Regions from separate parts of the Rattus norvegicus genome. Here region 1 is linked to region 2. A link is a contact called in public Hi-C data. All regions are on one chromosome and are shown on one strand. The core of a region is the stretch at or near the end of the contact, and the rest is flanking DNA. Distances in the headings are between cores, read along the strand shown. Region 1 holds the start of Sgcd (sarcoglycan, delta). Region 2 overlaps Sgcd (sarcoglycan, delta).

Region 1 (5,794 bases), core at 1,850-4,349, 200 kb after region 2:
GACACCACCCCATTTTCTGGGGCTACAACAGCGGTTTGACTAATGTCATGGTGGATCTCTCTGCCCTTCCTCTTGTCTGTCTGTTGATTATCTTCCTATGTAGTCTATCTATTCATATTCTATTTATTTTACCATCTATCATGAATCTCATCTACTAATCATTTATCTCCTCTCTCCATCTCTGTGCCTTTCTGGACCACTATACATACCTATCTCAACTCTCTGTGATATCTATCTATCTGTCTGTCTTTCTATCTATCTATCTATCTATCTATCTATCTATCTATCTATCTATCTATCTATCTGTCTGTCTATCTATCTGCCTATCTATCTTCTAGTCTATTTTCTATTCTCTTTCACTCCACATCACTCTTTGTGTCTTTGTCTCTGTTACCTGTCTGCTAGCTACCCTTCGTATCTCTGTAGTTATCACACATAATCGTCTATCAGTCCTATATCTTTGGAGAAAAAAAATTACAAACATCCATTTTTTTGCTCTAAAAAAGCATACAGAACATGATCTTCTTTTTCAAAACTTTGTTGTAATAAAGTAGGTCTAGCAGAGCCTGGAATAGCTTCATTCCAGTAGTGACTTGCTCATGTCCACCTGGTCCCTTCACTCAATGTTCCTGCAGGAATAGTTCTGTAAGGAATACAGGCTAAAATAAGGCCCCAAGAGCCTGTTCTCTCCTGCTTTGGAAATCTGAGCCCTCTGGGTAATGCTATTCTTATAAAATGTGCTTTCTGATTACTTCCAGAAGGTACTGCAGAGCAGGCTGACCATAATGTTTCTCCTTGTGAGGAAGGTAAAGCAGCCTTGTGAACTGTGATTGAGTTACCTTCAGGTGAAGGCCTGCAGAGCAGTGTCTGGTGGATTCTAATAATTGTGCTGATTTCCTGTATGGAGATCTCCCTTGGTGTCCCATGCTTATTTTGCCCACCTCTGTCCTTCCTGGAGTCACCTCTGTGCCAGATTTCTTTTTCTCTGCCCTCCTCTTCCCCGGACCCTCTTTCAAATCACAAGAGAATGTGAGATTCCCTCATTTGTAAAGAGAAACTACAGAGTTTCTTCCCAGTTTGGGCACTGCTTCGCACAATCCTGCAACCCGGAGTTGCTATGTCACGCCTCTTTCTGCAGAAAGCTTGACACGTACTAAATTTAGAGGGGCATGCCATTCCGGATCACTCTCTGTCTCTGTTACTGGCAAGGGGTGCTTGGCTGTGGTTCAGCTTAGCTACTAATCTGCCCAGGCACCAGGAAGGAGAGCCATGGTCCATCTTGACTTCTAACTGCCCTCCCTCGCCTGTCGGGAGTCCTTAAATACTTTAAGCTGCCCCACCCTGCTCTGCCCTACCCAACTCTAACCCTTCCAGACACAAAGATGAGGTTAATAAGGAAAACAAGTGTATGACTGAGAAAGCCAGCTGCCAGTCACACACCGATTCCATCCCCCAAAAACAAAACTGTGAGGAAAGTAAGTATCAATTGCCAATCTGAGAATTTTACAAACACCATGGCTTCTGCCTACTTTTCTTAGGTCCAGGACTGGGAGAAGAGAGACATCCCAACATCTACACTCTGTTTATCCCCTCACCATTCAGTACTAACAATGACCTCTTAGGGAGGTTCAGGTCCTGACTTAAAACTCACGCCATTATCTAAGAGAAGCACCCATAAGGTCTAGTGGCTCTTTGCTAATGACCTATTCAGGCACTCCAGCCTTTGCTCTGGTTTCCCTAGGCAGGCTCTTGCCCAAGTCCCCTCCGGACTAGCCCTGAAAGGGGATGAATGAGTTTTAGTCCAAACTTGTCTGAGCTGAGCCAGACTCTTAAAAACAGTAGCACTGCATGGCTTGTCTTCTAAATACATATGCAGAAGGGAGTAATAAAGTAGTTCTAGGAAGGCTACTCTACGTATTACAATACAGTGTATATGTATGAGAAAGAACTAAGATTGAAGGGGCGAGGCAAAGTTCTCTTCTGCTAAAAATTAGTCAATATTTTTAAGGCACTACTTCTAGTTAGGTGAAAGTAAAATGGGGTAGTCGATAAAACATTCGCACTATTTGTCTCTGTTTTTTAACAGTGATTTTTTTCAAAAATAAATGACTGTTTTCTGCTTTTGCTCTATTATCTGTTATAAAATACAGAGGCATTTATTAAACTACACGTTATTTCTTCCACCGAGTAAAAGGGGAATTGCTTACCAAGGCAGAATAACAATCCAGCATAGTTCTACACAAATGTATTATTGCCATTCAAATCTCACATAAGAAAGTCAAAGTCACATTTGAAAATTAAACACTGGGAACCCTTACACACACATCTGCTCCTAACCAAAAAGAAAGTGTATTCCAAAATAGATACTTCACACTCTGATTCCCTCCAAAACCAGGACAGTTTCCTGTATGGAACACCCCCTTTTAAAATCCTGAAAGCTTTAAAAAAAAACGGGAACATCTTCATCGGAGATTATCTTTGCAATCAATCAAGTGTCCCGTGAAGCAGAAAGGGAAACTTCCAGACCGCTGGAACAGGGTGACAGCACAGGAATCCACACTTTTCCTCCCTCACTGTTGATAACTGTGCAGTGCTAACTTTCCTAAGTGCCCCGGAGCTGTTGAAACTCAGATCTTACGGACCGTTGCCCGGCAAACAAAGCTGAGAAGCATCCAGTCCCTCTGCCCAGGTGACGGGGCAGAAATGTGTTAATTCACACATACACATGCAACCTCTTCCCACCCTGAACCTCTCCCAGTGTTGGTGAACGAAAAGCAGACAGGACTCAGGAAGCTAGGCTGGTAAGGCAAACACTGCACGGTCCCCTACCTCTCTTGTCTGTTTCACAGAGTGGCGGATGAAAAGTCCCCCGTGGTCCTGGGGAAAGCTGAGAGGCTCTGATGGAGGCGGCCACTCAGCCCGCCCATGTGAGCAGGCCCTGCCTGCGCTCAGGAGCTGCCCCAGTCAGATTTTCCAGCCGCACAACTGCAGCCAAGTCCCTGCCCATGCCTGAAGAATTTCCTGAACAGCATTCCCGCTCTCTCACTGCCTGCTTTGAAACCCTACTCTGCCTCTACTTCGATCCGGTTTTGTCAAGCTGACTCCCAGCTACTGGGCTGTCTCCAGATATCAGTGGGAAACACGTGTGTCAAACACAGACTGGCTTTCTTGCAACAGCGCTCATGGCGTCTGTCTGCTAGGCTCGCACACACAGAAAGAAGGCTGCTTCTAGAAAGGAGTTGGATTTCCCAGCACAGGCTGGTACTAGACGTAGTAGACATATCATACCCCCTCCCTCCCCTTCCCTCCCAGTTCAACATTGTCTCTTTGTACCTTGCTGGTTCCACAAGGAATCCCCCACTGCTTAGAGGAAGCCCAGTGTGCTCCCTCTTAGCACTCCTAATACCAAACCGACGGCAGCTAAGAGATATAAATTCTAGCTTCATCTTCCTCTCTGGCCCTTCCTAAGTTTTTTCCCGTAAAATTTCAGTTGCTGGGGAAGCAATATTTTTAGCGTTTCCAGTTCCGTTCTCCCAAGTTGTCCTCTCCACCTGACTCGTGCTGCATTTATCTCTGAAACTAAAAATAATGCAATTATTTTCCTCAGACACTTCGGATACTTTTTGCTCTAAAGCTGTGCAGGTAACATGGTACCGACTGCAACGTTCTTACATGCTGGGACAACTCTGTTAAGGTGACAGGAAAACGGAAGAACCCGGGACCAGAATGCATCCTACATCTGTGCAGCTGTAATTTTCTTTTTCCTGGGTGGCGCTCCCTCAAGATGTTCTGGGTACCTCCTGCTGGGATTTGTGGTCTACCTTCGACATTTTCTCTTTCCTATCATAAAAAAAAAGGAGAGAAATCTCAAAACACACGTGCTCCCAAAGGGGAGCTACCCGTATCTAATAAGCCAAAGTCAAGTTTTCAAGTTAATGTTCCAGGAAACAGGTAAAGGAGGGACATTTGGTGTGTGAGTTTCGTCGTTTTGTTTTGCATTCACATTTAAATCACATGGATCAACATTTTTTCTCTCCCTCTTTCCTTCTTTCTTTTCTTCCTCTTTTTTTTGTCTTTTGTTTGTTTGTCTTCCCGTTTTCTTGCCAGATTTCAAAACTATTTCTGTTCTAGAGTGGGCTGCTGTAAATGTTGGAACTCACTGGGGTTCAGGGTTTAGTATCACATTGTAGCAATCTCAGCACAATTATGTTTTTGCCTGAGGCAGTATGGTAGGCATTCCTGCAAGCATGCTTGCCAGTGTATGTGGATTCAGGCAGGCACATGTGGTGAGACACGCCCATACATCTGAGGTCATAGAGAACGTAGAGGCTGTCCAATCCAAATAGTTTCCAGCCTTCATCTTATTCAGAGAAACCCAGGCCTGGGGAGATGCGATGATTCATCCTGCGTTGCAAAGACAGTTCTTTCCAGAGCTGATGCTGGGGAAGGAAGGCATGGTGCAACCCTGTCATGTGTGCTCTTTCTATTGTAGTGTATTCTGGGAGGGGTTACAGTACCCAGCTTTCAAGTGAGCAGCCTTCAGTTGATTCTGGGTATAACTGTTTCTCTCCTCTAACTAGCTGCCCCAGCTGTAGGTTCTAGTCAACTCGTTTAAACTCTCTGGGGCCTTGCTCTTGTCAACTGTGAATTAAAATTAATAATTGAACCTGCTTTATAGGAGTAGTTACTGGTTTATTGAGGTAATCCCTGTGATGAATTTACAACAGTGCCACAAATCACTAAGTTTCTTTGTTGTTTTGGTGAAGTAAAACCTAGACCCTTTCTTTTATCTGAATTTTTTTCCCTAGATATTTTATGCTGTCTCAATCAGGCATATCAACTCAAATACAGGAGACTGCCCCAAGGTTTAGTTGGAACAATAAGCCAGTATGCGGCTACTCTTCCTTTATTACCAATCAGAACGCTGGAGTCTTTCCTCTAGGTTAACACTTAGGAAAGGCAAACAGTAGAATCGAATCCACGGTGCGTCACGTGAGGCTGCACCAAGTGCTGTCCAGAGAATTAGGCTTCAGCCCTAAGCTCAGAACAGTAGTTCTATAAAGAGACGGCCGTTTACAGTTGCAATGCCCACGTTCAGACACAGCTTCATCCCCAAGGACCAGCAGCAATGTGAAAATCCCCACACGGACAGAGAAATCACTCAGAGGAAACAGCTGCTACAAATCCTAAAGAATTGGATGTTGATTTGTGGGTTTCTACTGCCTTTGTCTTAGTTGTGGTGGTGCCCAGTGCTTAATTAAGCTGTGTGCAGCTTCCTCCAGACAGATGGAGTTCAAGCAGTTCTTAATGTTGAGTGGTTTACAAATGTTTAAGTTATTAGAGACAGGGCAACCCACTTTGAAAGCAAGCTCACAGTTCTATTTTCGTAACTTTTATATGTTGGGTATTGTGTAAGATAAGGCAGAATGAGGGTGGCCAGTATGACACCCGGTAAATGTTCAAATTACCTAAGTGCAGCTCGTGTTTCTAATACAGTGTTCCCTTCGAAAAGGATGGTAGAACTCATTCCTCAGTCTCCTTCTCTGACGGCTTCTCATCCTCATTGGTCAGCTCTTGAACTGTTCTCGATTATAGCAGAGAGAATTCATTCAAGTTAGCCAAAAGGGGGAAAAAAAAAAGGAGAACATACTAAATCAACAAGTGAGTTTGTATGCAGTCCTGAAGCACAAGAAGAACGAGGAGGATGTTGTCAAGGCTTTGTCTTCTTTTCCCCTAGGCTTCTCTCGGCTCCAATGCCATCTCTGTTCTCTGCAATGGGCAGTGAGGCATTCCC
Region 2 (6,168 bases), core at 2,288-4,787:
TGCTGTGAATCCAATGCCTTCCTTCAAGTCTCAGAACAATCACATTAAGACTGTGTCTCAGGACACACCAAAGGGGTTTTTGAAACATGGGAAAATAGATAAGACATACAAAATTTGTGAAGAAAGCTTGTAATTTTGATCCTTATATAGTACCATCAGGATGATCAGACCTTTGATGGGGTGGAACATGCATAGCAATTAGGACAGGAGGGTTACTCCCAATACTCTTACTCAGATAAAATAGTGAGATCCCAAATAAAGTCATGCTTTAATCATGCTATATGTTGAAGTTCTTTAACAGACTAATTAGGTATCTCGTTGACATGTATTGAGTGCCAGATGCTATGGTGAACAGCTGAATGCAAAAGGAAGTCCTGCGGTAGGACCCCACCTGCAAAGGGGCCATCAGCCAGGAGGAAGCTGAGGTGCTTCCCTGAAATCAGTTGTTCTTCAAAGCAGATCAACATGAAGACAGGAAACATGGTCCCAAATTAGTTCGGATCTGGGTTTGAATTCTACCCGCTTCATCCACCCACCGGGCATAACAGCGTGATCTGCCTCATAACCAGGGAACTTAAAGAAAACACATACAAGGATTTCAGTAACTTTCAGTAACCATACGATTTTAAAGAGTAGCAGAAGATATCAGCAACAAGACAGGGAAATATTTAGGGTGTTAATATGCAGGCAGAGGGAATGAATATTGTCATTAACTATCCCTTAATAAAAGTTAAATGAAAAAACTATTTAGCAAAGAATATTCATTATCTCTTAATAGCTTCTATCTCTCTACTCATCTTTTCTATACTATATAAGACTTCCCTTTTTATGAACTTTTATCGTATAAATAATAAGTGCTGCCTTATCTAGGACTTAATCATCTCATTACTTTTGTGTTAATTGTCTTTTTACACAAACGCTTATCTCCCAAATTATGTTGCCCAGCTCGTTGAAGACAGCAGAGACAATATAGTTTGGGGATATTTGCTTGAATGTTTTAACTTGTCAACAGCTGCCGACAGAGCTGAACAGAATGGATTTTAAGTCTTTAAATTTATCGATGTATAAAGATGTAGTCTGTTTTGAATACTGACCATAAGTATAAGCCCAAACATTCACAGGACATTCTTTCTAGTGTTTTTGGAAAATGGAGATGAGTTCATGGTCAAGTCAGGGACATAAGAAATCTCACAGTCATCCTCTGTTGGAGAAGAATCTGCCTTCAGCCTTTGCGTGGGTTGCAGCCATTGACAAAGGTAAGAGGACAGACTTTCCTGCAACAATTCTTCAAGTTGCATTTCAACATGGAATCTCATGGAGCTGCCTGTGGCATTTTGAAAAGAATTTCATTAAATGTTGCTAACATGTCATAAGCTCCCTTAAATGGAAGGGTAATGGCTCATAACATTTGTAAGCTTTTTAATTTCATGGAATATGAGCAGCATAATCAGGACCTATTAAAGTCAATCAACTGTGCCAAGAGGGGCTACCTACCTTTGTTTTGTTTCTGTTTCCTTGTGGGTGTACCCTGTGAACCAAAGGGTAGCAAGCCCCGGTAACATTCTTTAAGGTTCACACTGGCGTGTCACATTCTGAATAACTTCCAATGAAACCATTGTGGCTCTATTTGCATATATGGGTTGAACAGACACCTCTGGGAAATGACTCTCTTTGGAAAAGAGAGATTTCTCTTTGCCTTCACTTCAGCTCAGAAGGCAGAATCTTGAGAGAATTGAAAACCAGCCCCCCTCTGTCCATTTTAACTGGAATTAGGAAATGAAAATGAACATAAGGAAGATTCATGTATTCCACAATAGAGACGTGACCAGGTACTGGTTCTGTTCTGGGGTTCTCCTTTACTGCCAAGCCTTGACTTACTAGAGTAGCCACTTAGAGCCACTTAAGCATTAGGTGTGACTGTTGGCTAATTGCTGTATTCACTGATTTTTAAGTTTCATGAGAGCTCAATGATTTGAATGATGTTACCGTGTCACATCGCACGCCAGAAGTTACAAAGCTAGAAACAGTTAAAGCCACGTTTCAAATCCATTTCCATCAGGCCCTACCTCACATGTGCAGTGCTTTTGTGCTTCCTTTTCTTATACATGACCTGTTACAAGCGCTCCCAGAGGAAAAGGAGATATCTCAAGCACATTTCCACAAAGGAATAGAAGTGTCATTTTCAGCATGGCTGAAGGCTATGGAGTTAAACAGAGGGAATTGATATCACAGTTAAGGGAGAAAGCACATGCCGAAATTTGAAAACTCCCTGAATATGGCAAAGACTACAAGCACATCGACAGTATGGAAGGAAGGAAAGTGATGGATGAGAACCAAAGCTACCCCTCAAGTGACAGGTTAATCTCAATGACCAACCTGACTGAATATGGAATCGCCTAAGATATACCACCACATGTGTCTGTGATAGTTCCTCCAGAGAGCGTTAACTGAGCTATGGATCACCAACCCTGAATATAAGAGGTTTCATCCCATGGACTGTTTTCTTGAACTGAAAAAAGGGAGGCAGAATAAAATGCACAAAACCAGCACTCTGTCTTTTTCAAACTATGGATGTCAGGTAACCAACTGCCTGGTCCTCCTGATGCCGTCTTCCCTGCCATATGCATATCTGCCTACAAAATATGAGGCAAAATAAACTCCTCCTCCTGTAATTTACCTTTGTCTTGCATTTGTCCCACCACTAAGAAATGTGACTAACACAACCTTCAACACTAAGAACCTACAAAAGGTAAGGCTTAATTCTACACAATCCTGGCTATGTGTTATAGAAGCATATCTGATGACTCCACAGGACCTACCTTCAATCAGATATTATGGTAACTTGGTACATCTGTGGGTCACTGGGTTCATTTGTATACAAATCCTTGAGCATTTTTAAACAGGTACTCTAATATACTTCTAAATAAAAGGCATAATTAGAAAGATGCCATGTTGTGGTAGGAAACAGTACAATCAGGTATTTCTAGCTTTTGACACTGCAAAATGATATTCTAATCTACAAAGTACATGCTTAAGAACTGGGTGATTGAGTAAATGAAAAATATTGTGAGAATAAAATTATAATATTTTAAGTATGTTTACCATTTTGTGCTGGGCTGAATTCATAACTAACCTGCAGTATGTAAAACCCACAGACCACATAGGTTAGAGCTTCCTGATAGGGTATTTGTGATTTAAGTTGAGGAGAAAACTAGGAGAGAATGTATAAGAGGGAGTGTAAGGAAAGGTCAGAGAAGTAGAAACTGATAGAGAGGAGGCCATAAGGTTCTCTCATCTTTGTGGCACCCGCATGAGGCTTGCACGTTTCCCTGGATTACAGAGAAAGTAAGTCAACAAGCAACACAACGTAACCTAGATCTACTGCCTACCACTCAAGATAGTAGAACATTTCAGTTAAGGTCAGTGTTAAAATCTGCTTTGGGGGTAGAAAATGTGAGTGGGTAGAAAGACAGCTCAGCACTCAAGAGCACTTGCTGCTCTTGGAAAGGAGCTGCGTTTAGTTCCCTGTATGTGTGGCAGCTAACAGCCATCTGTAATTCGAGCTCCAGGAGATCTGATGCCCTCTTCTGGCATCCTCATGCAAGCCATGTGCTTCCAAACATGCCAACATACTCATATACATAAAAACAAAATAATTGTTTTTTTTTAAAAGAGAGAGAATCTAGTTGGCTTGGGATATAAGATGTGCATTCTTTATAACTGTCTGCTGCTTATCTTGAGTAAGATGACTATAATTAGAAATTCTTCTTCACAGAGCCATCATAAGGAGTGAAATGGGACATTTATACCTGCCCTCTCTACTGCCTTTTCAGCATGGAAGTTTAAGCTCACATTGCTTAGATTCAAATTCAGTAAACATGTATGAGCAATTACTGTGGGTTATACCCTCTGTAAGGTACTTTTTACACCTATTAGTTTACTGAATCTCTCTAAAAGCAAATCTTTGTTGTCTATTAAAGATAAAGACGGTCACTGTTGAAAGAAAAGCAAAACCCAGAGGGATCTTAGGAATACTTACAGGTTCGCCACCAAGGACTGGGGAGGACCTTTAGTGTATGGAGCACTGGCCTGGAATGCACAATCAAATCCCCTCAATTGTTCCTTGACATGGCATAAAACTCTGCATAGTACTGCACGCACGTCATCCCATCACTTAGGCAGTGGAGGAAGAAAGCGCGAATACTGAAAGTCATCCTCTACTACATAGGGCATTTAAAGCCTGCATGGGCTGCATGAACTCTTGTACCAAAAATAAACAAATAGAGTAATTAATTAATCCCTAGCATTTTCTGGTAGGACGTTTTCAGTGATCATAAGAACATAAGAGCTCTGTGTCCAGGTTTCTCTCTGGGGTCTTTTCTTTTTTGCTTTGTAGAGCCTTCATGGCTCTCTTGGACCATGAATTTACTGACCAAAGCTCTATGTCTAAACCCAAACAACAGTTTGCTTTGTGGATTATTTTATTTCCTAAAGGGTAATTTAAAAATAGACCTTTTGCTAAGCCAACTTAAAAAAATACTATACAGCTTGACCTTATAATCAATATTGCTGAATCTCACAGGGCCTTATGGCATATGCGGAAGAACCCAAAGACTTCTCTGTGTTCATACATGGAGATATGGCATGAAGCCTCCCACACCCCACCATTAACCACTGTGCTGTTGTTGGCCATACACTTAAGTTTTCACTTTCTTTTTTATGCAACAACCTGATATCAGACAATCCAATGAATTTCCTTGTCAGAAAATTAGGTGTCTGTCCTCATCTTCCACCTTGATAGAGAATGGGTCTCTGTGTTTCGCTGCAATTACCAGACTAGTTAGTCAAGGAGCTTGTGAGGATGCTCATGTCTCTGCCCTTCAAGTAGCCAGGAGCGCTACGCTCACAGGCATAAGCTACTGTGCCCGTCTTTGTTCAAATTCTTGGTTAACTCAGGTTCCGTTTCTTGAGCATCTATGGCTTGACCTACTGAGTCATCTCCCCAGTCTTATCTGTCCTTTCAGCATTGTGCTATGCTGCTGATGCCTGATTTTCTTCCATTATACTTCTCTTAGTACATTCCCATCTAAATCCTCTTTGTACTGATATTTAAATGAATTCTTACAGAATAAATTACAAACAAGCTGAGAAGCCCAAGGTTCAGTTATATGGTGTGGGCCACTCTCAGCTGCCAAGGCGTTAGCTCAATTGCTGTCCCCTTTACAGGGGAGAACTGTATATTCACAAGTAATGAGAAGGACAGAACAGGTATAAAAGGCCAAATGTTTTATGATTTTTCTTTTATAAGGGCCTCAAATCACAGCAGAGGACCTCCAAGTATCTCCTAAAAGGTTAAATAGTGGCAGCACATGCCAGTCATAGCTCTTCCTGCCTCACATTTTGCTAACATATAATGCTATGACTCCTGAACTCTTTGTGGTAGTGATGGAAAGTGTGGTTGTGACTGCCACATCTTAAAGAGCTTATATAGAAACCCAAGAGAAAATAAACATGTCAGAAATGCTGCAGGATGAGGGATTCTTGTCTTACTAACAACCTAAGTCAAGGACAAACAACAGATAGCTATACGGTCCTAATTGAAAAGGAACCCAACTCCATTCCTTACACCTTAATGAGCTACCACCTAAGGAAAGCTCATCTTGCCATAAATATTCCCCTCATGTTGAGAAACAAAATTGAGCCTCAACTGAGGGCTAAAACCAATCTATACAGCTTGATGGTAGAACACTTCAATTATCCCACCATCTGTACTTGTGTTTTTCTCTTGAGAGAAAGCAGTTTGATTTCCACGACTCTGATGTTGCATAATGCGAGTGGTGGCTCGGTACCTGGAGGAAGTCACACCACTGTAGCAAGCAAGAAGGATAGCATGGCTGTCTGTCTTCCTCACTCTTTCACCTTTGTAGTTGCTGTCACAATCTACCCTTCCTTCTTTCTTTCCCTCTAACATACAACAGGGGCATCTGAGGAATATTTATTAATCTTAAAAACCTCTTTTTCTTTGCAGACCATTTTGGTACTTGCCTAAGGGCTGAAATTTCTGCTGATAAACATGGAAACACTCTAGAGTCCCACCCTTACGGTTTTAGGCAAGAGCCATTTAAAATATCTCTGACAATAATTTACTGTGCACAGCATCAAAAGGTT

The links. Hi-C and Micro-C count contacts between places; a contact is called where the count stands out from the background.
Region 1: a contact with region 2 is called in a Hi-C map of psoas muscle, with 2.7 times the contacts expected there. The contact joins the promoter of Sgcd here to the enhancer-like site in region 2. A contact is called at or near these places in 2 of 12 Hi-C or Micro-C datasets (Schwann cells and psoas muscle).

The regions. Positions count from the first base shown.
Region 1 is chr10:32,251,841-32,257,634 of GRCr8, forward strand. Sgcd (sarcoglycan, delta) reads right to left here and starts at 3,100. Exons shown (of 8, transcript NM_001134826.1): 1 at 2,830-3,100.
Region 2 is chr10:32,055,659-32,061,826 of GRCr8, forward strand. All of the region lies in intron 3 of Sgcd (sarcoglycan, delta), which reads right to left. Among named protein-coding and RNA genes, the nearest start is that of Sgcd, 200 kb to the right of the region's middle. Within about 2 kb of position 3,538, at least 1 of the 93 cell types and tissues checked has an H3K27ac peak or open chromatin away from gene starts, as enhancers often do.